Linked DNA regions of Cricetulus griseus: region 1 is linked to region 2. The links are chromatin contacts, called in public Hi-C maps. All regions are on one chromosome and are shown on one strand. Each heading gives the region's core, a stretch centred on a gene start, on an enhancer-like site or on the middle of the called end of the contact. The rest is flanking DNA. Distances are from core to core; before and after follow the strand shown. Region 1 overlaps Septin9 (septin-9). Region 2 overlaps Septin9 (septin-9).

Region 1 (6,094 bases), core at 1,300-3,799, 110 kb after region 2:
GTGTGTGTGAGTGTCTGAGTGTGTGTGTGTCTGTGTGTGAGTGTGTGTGTCTGTGTGTGTCTGTCTGAGTGTGTGAGTGTCTGAGTGTGTGTGTGAGTGTGTGTGTGTCTGAGTGTGTGTGTCTGTGTGTGTCTGAGTGTGTGTGAGTGTGTATCTATGTGTGTGTGTGAGTGTGTGTGTCTGAGTGTGTGTGTGTCTGTGTGTGAGTGTGTGTGTCTGTGTGTGTGTGTGTGTGTCTGTGTGAGTGTGAGTGTGTGAGTGTCTGTGTGTCTGTGTGTGTGTGCATGTGCCCCTTCCATAGCATTCATGTCCAGGTCTGAGGACAATTTAAGAGAGTCAGTTCTCTGCCGTGGGTCTCAGATATGGGACTTGGCTCATTAGGTTTGGTGGCAGGTGCTTTCACCCTTGCTGGTGTTTAGCTATTTCCTGAGTAGCTCCTTTCTGTTTCTTGCTGGGCTAGGAGTTGAGGGTGGCCCTGAGCAGGCCGCAGCCTTGGGTGGTTGAGGAGTGTCAGAGAACACTCTCCTGCCCTCTAGGCAGGCGAGGAGTACAGGACTCACTGTCAGTAAGCAGGTGAAGTTCCTGGAAGTTCCGGGAGGGCCACGTTCAGCAAAGGTCTTATCTTGTTCATCGGACCATCCAGTGTGTTTCAGAAAAGAATCAGTGTGTCATGCAGTGCCATTCCCCTCTGTAGAGTGGGAGTCCAGGCGGCCTCACACACTTGTCAGGAACACGTAGGTAATTCAAACTGAAATCAGCTAAAACAGATTCTTACAGCGCATCCCTCCTGAACTAGCTCAGTCTCCATTGCTCAGAGGTCACGTGGATGAACTATGCTGGTTCCTCAAAAATAAAAATAGAACAGCTCACATCCGAGTGTGTGTCCAGAACCGTTGAAAGCAAAGTCTGGCTGGGCATGATAATTTATGCCGGTAATCACAGTATTCAGGAGGCTGAAGCAGGGGCGTCAGTGGATTTGAAGCCAGACCAGACAGCATATAAGATAGGGTCTGAGGGGAAGAGGGAAGGGAGAAAGGAAGAGAGAGCTAGCCTAAGCTCCAAAGAGCGCCTGTGTACCCATGTTCACACCATAGCGTTCACACCAGCCAACCAGAAGCAATCCCTCACATGCCTATGGATAAAAGACTCACTGCTGAGCCTGGGGAGCACAGACTGCTCTTCCAGAGGACTGAGCTCAGCACCCCCATCTGGCATCTCACAGCTGGCTTCCTGTAATTCCAGCTCCAGAGGGGATCTGATGCCCTCCTTTGGCCTCTGTGGGCCACTGAACGAAGGCACACATACCCATACACAGACATACTTGTATGCGTATGATTAAAAATAAAAAAAAAACTTTAAAAATAAAATCATATGAATTGAGGTTTTTAAATGTGTTCATTAAAGGAATATTGTTGGCCTTTAAAAGGCACATTCTATAGCATGGATGAATCTTAAGGACATTATTCTGTATGAAATAGGCCAAAAGTCAGAGATCACCTACCCCTGCTTACCCAAGCATCTTAGAATGAAGGTTTCCAGAGGCCGGTCGGAGGCCGGTCAGGGCCTCCGGGAGTGGCCTTACCTGTGCCTCAGAAATGGCTAAGATGGTAAATTAAGTTTTACCACACATTGTTTTCAAGGCGGAAGTGGCCGTAACGCATTGTTGACATAGGTGATGATAGGGTGAGGTCAGCGAAGGCCTCTGGTCGCTCACATTCTTGGCGCGAAGGCGACCCTGGGTGGAGGGTCTACCTCCCAACCAGCCGGGCAGGTGGATGGGGAGTGTCCCAGTGGAAAGGGTCACAGGGGTGAGCAGAAGAGCTTCCAGCCCCCCAGGGAAGGCTGGGGCTTTTCTGTGTTCTTATTATTTCTCAAGCAGGGCCCCTGGAAGGCTGAATGTTTAGTTTGGTTTGAGTTTCTGCTGTGAGCCTTGATGTTTGTAGAAGGGCCACCTGGGGCTGAGGCAAACCTTCCTTGACTGGGGGTGATTAGAAAGTTGGGGGACAGCTCTTCCTCCTCTCGATGCTCAGCGGAGAGGTGGGGGGGGAGCAAAGTGGGTCTCAGACTCTCAGGCAGATGGAAGCAATTTTTAGTCACGTGGACGAGGCCTGAACCGCACGGCAAGGCTGGGCCCCTTGTCATTCTCCAGGAAGCGGCCCCAGGAGCCACAGGTTCTAGGGCCAGATGTTGCAGTTGCACTGTCTTTGTTTCCTGAAAGTTGCTGGAGACCCCGGGAAGTGTTTCTGAGTGAGGAGCTGACACTCCCGAAGCCTGGTGGAGAGGAATGTTGCCCTGACTCGGGCTGCGGATGCTTCTGATGGCACCCTGCCCTAGGACCTGCCTTTGTCATTGTTTGGGGACACACACGTGTGGAGCCTCTGGCAGCTCCTGGTGTGTTTACAAGTATTCTCTTGTTTGGTTGCTCCCCAGTGCCAGGAAGTAGAGGTGACTGTACCCCCATGGAGGCAGAGAAACAGGAAGGGACTGATCCAGCCAGCCCCTGGCAGTGGGGGTGGTCCGCATGCCTCCTTCCTGAAGCTGGCTTTGCAAACCTCTTCTTCCTTCTGTTCTACCACTCGATCCTAGGGGGGTGGGGCAGCGGGCCCGCAGAGAGGAAGTGCAGGTCCGGCTGGCCATGCCAGTAAAATGGAGAGAAATGCCTGCCGTAGCTCCAGAGTTGGTTGTGGATGTGGGGGAAAGAGTCAGCTTGAGTTTACCGTTTTTTCCCCAGAAGGGAAAGGACTGTTAAACCGAAGCCTACTGAAGGAAGCTGAGGTTTTCAAGTTTAACCCTTGGCTTATGTACAGACCTACTAAACAAACTGGCCTTTGCCTGAGGGTGAGGGGCACCTGGTGTCTGCCAGTCTGGGAAGACTGTTTTGCCTCAGGACTGCATGGGTCAAGTGCCTGGGAGTAGAGGCATTCCCAGTGAGGGTGTCTCAGATCTGGAAGAGGCAAATAGGGGTCCTATCACCCCTCCCCTGTGAACCTGTTGCACTGTGAAGGGCCCCGGGTCCCACAGCTACCTCAGGCTGTCTGAGCAGAGATGAAGGGCATGCATGAGGGGGAGCCCTGTGTGGCAAAGCGGCAGAGACAGCCCTGAGAGGCACGTGGCTGAGGGGTGTGGGCTTGTCGGATGGCACAATGCAGGGAACTTCAGTTCTGAGGTATTCCACAGAGTTCCTCCGGCAAGTTACTGAACTCTGCATGCTGTTCTAAAGCCTCTCTCCGTTTTTCCCTCCACAGGCTCCGAAGTGGCTCCCAGCTGTGTTGGCGACATGGCTGACAGCCCTAGAGATGCCATGCTCAAGCAAGCACCCGCGCCACGGAATGAGAAGGCCCCCGTGGACTTTGGCTACGTGGGGATCGACTCCATCCTGGAGCAGATGCGCAGGAAGGCCATGAAGCAGGGCTTTGAGTTCAACATCATGGTGGTTGGTGAGTGTTAGAGGCCCTCTGCTGGTTGGTGAGTGTTAGAGGCCCTCTGCTGGTTGGTGAGTGTTAGAGGCCCTCTGCTGGCCACACGCCCATCCTGCCACTCCAAGCCCGTGCAGGGAGCCAGCCTCTGCCCCAGCACTCAAGCAACTCTCAAAATGTCCTCCCCCTGTAAAGTGAGGGGACAGCTCTCACTTAATGTCACCTGGTAAGTGACAGATATGGGGGCATGTGCTGAGGCAAGGGACCACATCCACTAAGCCCTCTGTGACCAGCAACAGCGGCCTCCAGCTCCGAGTTCTGCTGAGTGACCCCTTGTTATTGCCCCAGGCTTGGCTGGAGGCTTCCTGGAGGCACAACTAAGTTGCTCACCCAGGAAGTGGGGTGTCGTAGCCACTTTCTTCCTCCTGTGGCGGCCGTGGAGAGCTAGAAGTCACCAGTGGTAGGCAGATAATGAGTGTGAGCTGGATGGGCTGTGTGCAGCAGGCACAGAAAACCCTTGACACCCCCCCCACACACACACACAAACACACACACACGAGGTCCTCTCTGAACCCTTGTGAAAGGGGATCTGCTTGGCTGGAAGAAACAAGCCAATTGTGTTTGTTTGTTTGTTTGTTTGTTTAGAGATAGGGTTTCTGTTATGGAGATTTTCTAGCTAGGCATGTCCCTCCACTCTTGAGCCCCAAAATGAACACTCAGAGATTTATATTAATTATAATACTATTGGCCAGTGGCGGCGAGGGCTCCTTATTGGCTAGCTCTGTCTTAATTATTAACCCATTCCTATTAATCTGTGTATTTCCACGTGGTCTTGGCTTCCCAGAGAATGCCTGGTGTGTCCTCACTTCCCAGGCTCACACTGCGACTCCTATCTGACTACATTTCCCAGAATTCTCCTATCCTTCCTGCCTGGCCACTAGCCACACAGTGTTTTATTCATCAACCATTAAGAGAAACATATACACAGAAGGACAACCCCATCAGGTTTCACTTTGTGACTAGGCTGGAACTCGATCTGTAGACCAGGCTGGCCTTGAACTCAGAGACCTTGCCTGCCTTTGCGTCCCAGGTGCTGGGATTAAGATGCACCACCATACCTGGTCTATGACCCAGTTTTTCACTCTGTTGATTCTCCAGGGTGGTATCTGGGCAAACGCTCCCATAGGGTGACGTCCTAAACCAAATAGAGTCAGGTGGCTTCCCCCACTGTCTGGGGAACTGTGTCTGTGTGTGTCTGCTCTGTCCAGATTCACAGATAGCCTCCACCTGTCTTTGGGGCTGTCATCCTCTGTAGCTATCTGGACCCGTTCCTCTAGAGTCTTAGTGTTCCTTCCTGCTTTGAGTAGCTTCTCTAAGGCCAGGAAGGAGCTCTGGCCAAGTCAAGCCAGGCCCCAAAGCCCCACATTGTGTGTTTAAACTCAACCCTGGATGTCTGCTTAGGAGGTGAAGCCCCAGGTGGGGCTATCTAAGGATGTTGTGAACCCAGTGGTCACAGTGTGGTTTAGCCATAAGCTGTGCTCTTGGAGAGCCTCCTGACCGGCCTCCCCTTCCCTCCCCAGGGCAGAGTGGCCTCGGGAAGTCCACCTTAATCAATACCCTCTTCAAGTCCAAAATCAGCCGGAAGTCAGTGCAGCCCATCTCGGAGGAACGCATCCCCAAGACGATCGAAATCAAGTCCATTACCCACGGTCAGTTCCATGGGACCCCCTTTTCCCAGAGTGTGGGGTCAAGGTCATGTACCCTCTGGCTACATGAGACTGTGAGTAGGCATGGTCTGCGCCCCACCAGGCCGAGGCACCACCCAAACTCCATTACTAGAGGTCGCTTTCTCCTTGGCATCACCCCAGCTGTCATCACAGCCGATCTTGGGACACCCCAGGCTGGTCAGGCAGTGTGAGGGCTTGGGTGACCCCTGTGACTTGGAGTGCTGTGGTTTGTGCAGATATCGAGGAAAAGGGGGTCCGGATGAAGCTGACAGTGATCGACACCCCAGGCTTTGGAGACCACATCAACAATGAAAACTGGTAGGTGACCTCAGAGGGCCTTCCTTCAGTGGGAAAGCCCTGCTGGGCTTGGGGCTCCGTTATACCCAGATAAGACTGCTCCAAACCCTGAAGACACACATTCGGGGGCTAACGTTTTAGATCAAAAGGGGGTCACCTGGGAGTCAAGCTCCCCCACCCCAGGACAAAGGTCAGCATGGGGAGTGTGAGCAGGAAGCTCTAAGGCTGGCGTTGCTTTGCGACAGCCAACCATTCCTGTGTGAAGTCAGAAGGCCGGGCGTCAGCTCTGGGAATTAGCCTGCCGTGGGGGCTTGGGGGCTTAGAGAGGGCACGCCTCCGGCATGGCGGGAGGGGTCCCGGGTGCTGGCTGACGGGATGTCCACGCAGCTGGCAGCCTATCATGAAGTTCATCAATGACCAGTACGAGAAGTACCTGCAGGAGGAGGTCAGCGTCAACAGGAAGAAGCGGATCCCTGACACGCGAGTCCACTGCTGCCTCTACTTCATCCCCGCCACCGGCCACTCGTACGTGCCGCGCACCGCCCTTTGTATTCATGGTGGGAGCCCCCATTTCCAACACTGGTGGGGTGCACGCAGGATTCCGTCTGCCCAGCTGCTGGGCATGGGGGGGGGGGCGTGCAGGGGCAAAGCGGG
Region 2 (5,436 bases), core at 1,919-4,418:
CCTTGGTCCAAACACACACACACACACACACACACACACGTGATGATCCAGGCAGGAAGTGGCATGGCAAGGAGACTAGAGAGAGAGAGAGAGAGAGAGAGAGAGAGAGAGAGAGAGAAATTGAGATTCTGTCTCTATAGACCAGGCTAGCCTTGAACTCAGAGATCCACCTACTGGCTGAGACAGGCTCACCCTCCCTCCCTCCCCCCCCACTCTCTCCCTCTCCTTCTCTCTCGGATCCACCGTGTCTATGTGCTCAGTGCTGTGGTTTGAACGCAGGTCCTCATGCTTGCAAGACAAGTGCTTGTACTGACTGAGCCACTCCCCAGGTTGAGATATAAGTTTTGGGGGAGTTACTAGAAGCCCTTCCTTGGGGGTGGACTGACTCAGGGCCTGAGAAGCCATACAAAACCAACAGTTCAAAATCCGTGGGCAGAGAGGACATGAAGAACAAAGGCTCTGCTGTTGGAGGCAGGTAAGGGTGTAAGTAGATGAGGCCATTGTGAAAGTGGAGTGGCAAAGACTTGGTCCCTGACTCACGGTGGTGTGGCTCAGAGCCGCACTCTCCCCAGCTCCTGAGTTCTGGGATCTTTGGTGTCCCTCTCTGTTTGCCCTTGCTCACGGGCAGCCCTCAGTCTGGACTTGGGTGAGGCCAGCTGACGTCCTCAGCAGCAGATTCTTCAATGCCAGGCTCTCAGCCGTGTGTGTGCTGACTTGTTCATGACAGATGTCACGGGGCATTGCCATCAATAATGACGAAAACACTACAGGGGCTGGAGAGATGGCGCAGCAGTTAATGCTTTTGTTTTGTTTTTTAATTTATTTATTTATTTTGAGACAGAGTTTCTCTGTGTAGTTCTGGCTGTCCTGGAACTCAGGCTGGTCTTGAACTCAGGAATTTGCCAGCCTTTGCCTCCCGAGTCCTGGGATTAAAGGTGTACACCACCATCAGCCAGTCAGTTAAGGCTCTTGCAGAAGACCCAGGTTGGTCCTCAGCACCCACATGGCAGCTCACACCTCCAGTAAATCCTCTTCTGGCCTTAGCAGGTACCAGACACACACAAACTGTGCAAGGATACGCATGCAAGCAAAAATATCCATACACATAAAATAAAATAATAAATAAATATTTTTTAAAAGAAGAAAATATGTATTGCAGATTCAGGGTTCTGCCCAGTGTTCCAGTCCAGGGTGGAGAGGAAGGGACCGGTGTGTGTGTTGTTTGTGTGTGGTAGTGGTGTTCTGTCTGGAGTGGGTAGCCTCAGTCTGCCTCTGTGATGTGTGTTGGTGGGTAGGGGTCATCCTCCAGGACCTGGGTACTCAGTGTGGACATAGTGTATTCTACAGACAGGCAATGCCTGTGCACCAACACCTCTATTTGCAGGGTATTTGTTGGTGGCCAAGCAAGGGGCTGGCTTGCTAACTGCAGGCAATATAGGGGCAGCTGCAGGGATCCTTTTGTCCAGCAGGGGGCGGTGCAAGCTCTTAAAAGCCCAGTATACCTGGGCACCATTAGCTTGGATCTCCAGAAGGGGGATGTGAGCTGCTGCTGTGGTGGAGGCCGCTGCTGCTGCTGCTCTCAGGGAGCAGCAAGGTGAACTCCAGGGAACAGAGGTCATCCGATTTCCTCTTCTAACTGGATGGTACCTGCGGGGAATAAAGGGGGAATGCCTACAGGTTCTTACTGCATTTTATTTTCTTTTCCTAGGTTTTGTTTGATGTGTTTCAATCTCTCAATTGTTTTTCAATCACTTTGTTTTGTGTGTTTGTGTGCACAAGTGTGTGGAGGTCGACATTGTCTTCTCCTATCCTTTCCACCTTTGTTTTTAAAAAATACTTCTGTGTGTGTGTGCGTGTGTGCGTGTGTGTGTGTGTGTGTGTGTGTGTGCGCGCGCGTGCTCGTGCGCGCGCGCACGCGCGCGCGCGCATGGGTGAAGACAACTTTTGGGAGTCAGTGCTCTCTCTATGTGGGCCCTGGGTGATTACACGCCTGTGCAGCCAAATCTAGCTTTTACATGGTGCCAGAAACTAAACCCAGGTCCTCATGCCTCTGAAAGGGCTTTCTTTACCAAGTGAGTCATCTCCCCGGCCACATTTTTCTAACTTTCTGAGAAATATTTCAAACATAGAAGAAAGATGGAGCAGGGCAGTGGTGGCGCACGCCTTTAATCCCAGCACTCGGGAGGCAGAGGCAGGTGGATCTCTTTGGGTTCCAGGCCAGCCTGGTCTATAGATCGAGTTCCAGGACAGGCTCCAAAGCCACAGAGAAACCCTGTCTCAAAACCATAAATAAATAAGTGTGATTACCCACACACCTCTTCCTGGACTCTATCATGAGTCCACCAACTGTCAGGCTCTCTCCAGACAAATATTATTGACTAATTCATTAATTTGTCTTTGAGACAGAGTCTTATGTAGCCAAAGCTACCCTCAAACTCATTATATAGCCAAGGCTGGCCTTGAGCTTCTGATCCTTCTGCCTCCATATCCTGAGGGCTGAGATTACAGGCATGTGCCACCAGACCTAGCTACCGAGACACAGTTTTAATAAGTTGCAGACATCAGTTCGCATGACCTTCACTCCCCTCTGCTCATGTTTCTTTAACCACAGTGATTCTCTTTCCACATTTTTGTGCCGCTCAGACGTTGGGCGTGCCGTCCTGAGAATTTTGATAGGTAAATGCACTGTGTGTCCTGCCTGCAGCCACAACACCGAACACTGGCATCGTCCCCGGGAGTCCCCCTGTCCCTTCCTTTGCAGTTAGTGGCTTTGTGTCCCCCAGGGAATTTCCCCACACTGCACTCCCTTATCTGATTTGAATGTTGGCAGAGTCATGCTTGCCACTGTGGGTCCCCATGGCTTGTTCCACCTTACAACTGGGTTGTGCTCCTCACCTGACCTTTCTGTGGCTTTTACATTTTCCTGTTTCCTCTGGTTGCTTCTGGTTGGGGCTCCATGATGAGTGTCTTATCCTGGACACTGCCTTCATTTGTCTTGTGGAAGCACCTAACCTGAGTGGCACTTAGAATCAGTGTCTGTTTAGTTCTGGAAGAAACCGCTAGACCCAAAGTGGCCATGTAACTTCAGTCCCGGCGGCAGTGTGCAGCGGTCTGATTGCTCTGCATTCAGGCCAACACTGGCTGCTGTCACTCTTAAATTTTAGTCATTCCGGTGGGCGGGTTGTGCTGTTTCACTCTGGCTTTAATTTTGCATCTGTCTGATGACTAATGTGGCCCAGCACATTTTCATGGCCTTCCTAGCTATTCATGTATTTTTCCTTTGTAAAATATCTTTCTGAAATCTGTTGCTCATTTTCAAATTGGATGGCTCAACTCTTCCTCATTACTTCTGGATATTGGTCTTTTGTCGGATGTGTGCTTTGCTAAGAGAGTTTACTCCAGTCTGTGGCTTGGCTATTGGTTTTGTTAATCGTGTTTTTTTTTTTTTCCCCCTTTGTGCTTTTCACTTTCTGTGTTCTGTAAGAATCGTCTTGCACTAAGTTGCGAAGATACAGTCAGTTTTCTTCTAGTATGTTTATCATTTTAGTTCTTCTGCCTCAGCTTTGTGTCTGGTGTAAGGTGGGATCAATGTTCGTGTTGTCGGTGTTGTTTTCTATGTCCTTGCAGTTGCTTGGCTTCTCCTGCTAACATTTCTTTCCCTGTTGTGTGGTTTGGGCACTTCCCTTGGAAATCATTTGAGGGCTGGGGATGTAGGAGGAGTTGGCACCACAGAAACCATACTTGGTGATGGACAACACCTGTCACCCCAGCGCTCAAGGGATAGAGGCACGAGATCTGTTCAAGAGCATCAGCTCCATGGTGAGTTTGAGGGCCACCTGGGCTGACTGAGCCTTGAAGAATAAGCAAGAAGGGCTGGAGAGATGGCTCAGCAGTCAGGCACTGGCTGCTCTTCCAGAGATCCTGACTTTGGTTCCCAGCACCCACATAGTGGCGCACAGTTGCCTATAACTCAAGTTCTAGGAGTTCTGACTCCCTCTCTGGACTCTGTAGCATTGCAAGTGATGCACATACAAACAGGCAGGTGCACACGTGTGTGTGTGCTCGTGCGCGTGTGTGTGAGCGTGCACGTGTGTGAGTTTGTGCACTCGAGTGTGCGTGTGTGAGTGTGTGAGTATGCGCACACGTGTGAAAGTGTGAGTGTGTTGTGCACACGTGTGTGTGAGTGTGTGAACGCACACAGGTAAATAGAATTTTTTTAATTTTTAAAAAGAAGGAAAAGGCCAGTTTGGTTGTATACACAGTGACCCCAGCACTTGAGAGGTAGAGCATGGCAGGCCTCTGTGAGTTCTAGGTCAGCCAGGGCTATAGTGTGAGACCTTGGCTCAAATAAATAAATCAAACCTTAAAAAGGGGTGGGGCAGATAGAGAGAGTTGGGAGCAGGTGTCTGAGAAGGTGAAGATGCTTGCCACCAACCCTGGCGCCCTGAGTTAGCCTCCCAGAAGCTACATGATAGAAGAACACTGACTCCCAGAATTGCCCACTGACCTCCACACGCGCACACACAAATGCAAACACGCGAAGTCCTCGTCGCTCTGCCGACAGCCTCCATAGCTGTGCTTCTCTCAGACTTTTCAGTCACCTCTTGTGAGTGTTTGATTTCTTCCTGAGGACTGTAGCTTTCGGCACTACTGTAGACTGAAGTGCCGTATATATTTGTAGAGCAGATAGACTGTTTCTCTTGGGACCCTCTCATAACATCAGGGTGCCCCTAACACAAGTGGGGGCGACAGCGTCCCCGAGCACCAGGCAGCCCCTCACTGTGGAGGACTCTGAGGCCCTGTAATTCATACCAGCTGTCATTTGTCTACAGGCGATATAGGCTTCCATGGGTTGGGGTTCAGTTCCTTAAGGCTGCCCTTCCTTGGATGTCACTCAGCAAGTCTGGTTTTCTGGAAATTTTGACTAATTTAATCAGCGTGTATTGAGGCACTGTCTTGGGGCTCAGTTCATTTGCTGAAGCTGCTCATACAACACGGGGAGCCCTTTACTTAAGGTTGCCAGTCTAGGAGGAAGATTGTTTTAGACTTATTTTTATTATATTTAAGTGTGTGCATGCGTGTGCATATGTGTGTGTGCATGAGCATGTGTGTGCGTGCATGTGTGCATGCGTGTGTATAAATGTGTATTGCATGAGCATGTGTGTGTGCATACGTGTGTGTGTGTGTGTGTGCATGAGCATGTGTGTGCATGCATGTGTGCATGCATGTGCATATGTGTGTGTGTGCATGAGCATGTGTGTGTGCATGTGTGCATGTGCATATGTGTGTGTGCATGAGCATGTGTGTGCATGCATGTGTGCATGTGTGTGCATACGTGTGTGTGTGCATGAGCATGTGTGTGTGCATGTGTGCATGTGCATATGTGTGTGTGCATGAGCATGTGTGTGCATGCATGTGTGCATGTGTGTGCATACG

The links. Hi-C and Micro-C count contacts between places; a contact is called where the count stands out from the background.
Region 1: a contact with region 2 is called in a Hi-C map of the CHO-K1 cell line, with 8 times the contacts expected there. The contact joins two enhancer-like sites. A contact is called at or near these places in 6 of 8 Hi-C or Micro-C datasets (the CHO-K1 cell line, the CHO-S cell line, fibroblasts and 1 more).

What each region holds. Positions count from the first base shown.
Region 1 is chr7:129,910,167-129,916,260 of CriGri-PICRH-1.0, forward strand. It overlaps Septin9 (septin-9), which reads left to right. Exons shown (of 12, transcript XM_027425556.2): 4 at 3,246-3,437; 5 at 4,997-5,125; 6 at 5,380-5,461; 7 at 5,828-5,965. Among named protein-coding and RNA genes, the nearest start is that of Septin9, 120 kb to the left of the region's middle. Within about 2 kb of position 2,550, at least 1 of the 6 cell types and tissues checked has open chromatin away from gene starts, as enhancers often do.
Region 2 is chr7:129,798,518-129,803,953 of CriGri-PICRH-1.0, forward strand. All of the region lies in intron 1 of Septin9 (septin-9), which reads left to right. Among named protein-coding and RNA genes, the nearest start is that of Septin9, 8.8 kb to the left of the region's middle. Within about 2 kb of position 3,169, at least 2 of the 6 cell types and tissues checked have open chromatin away from gene starts, as enhancers often do.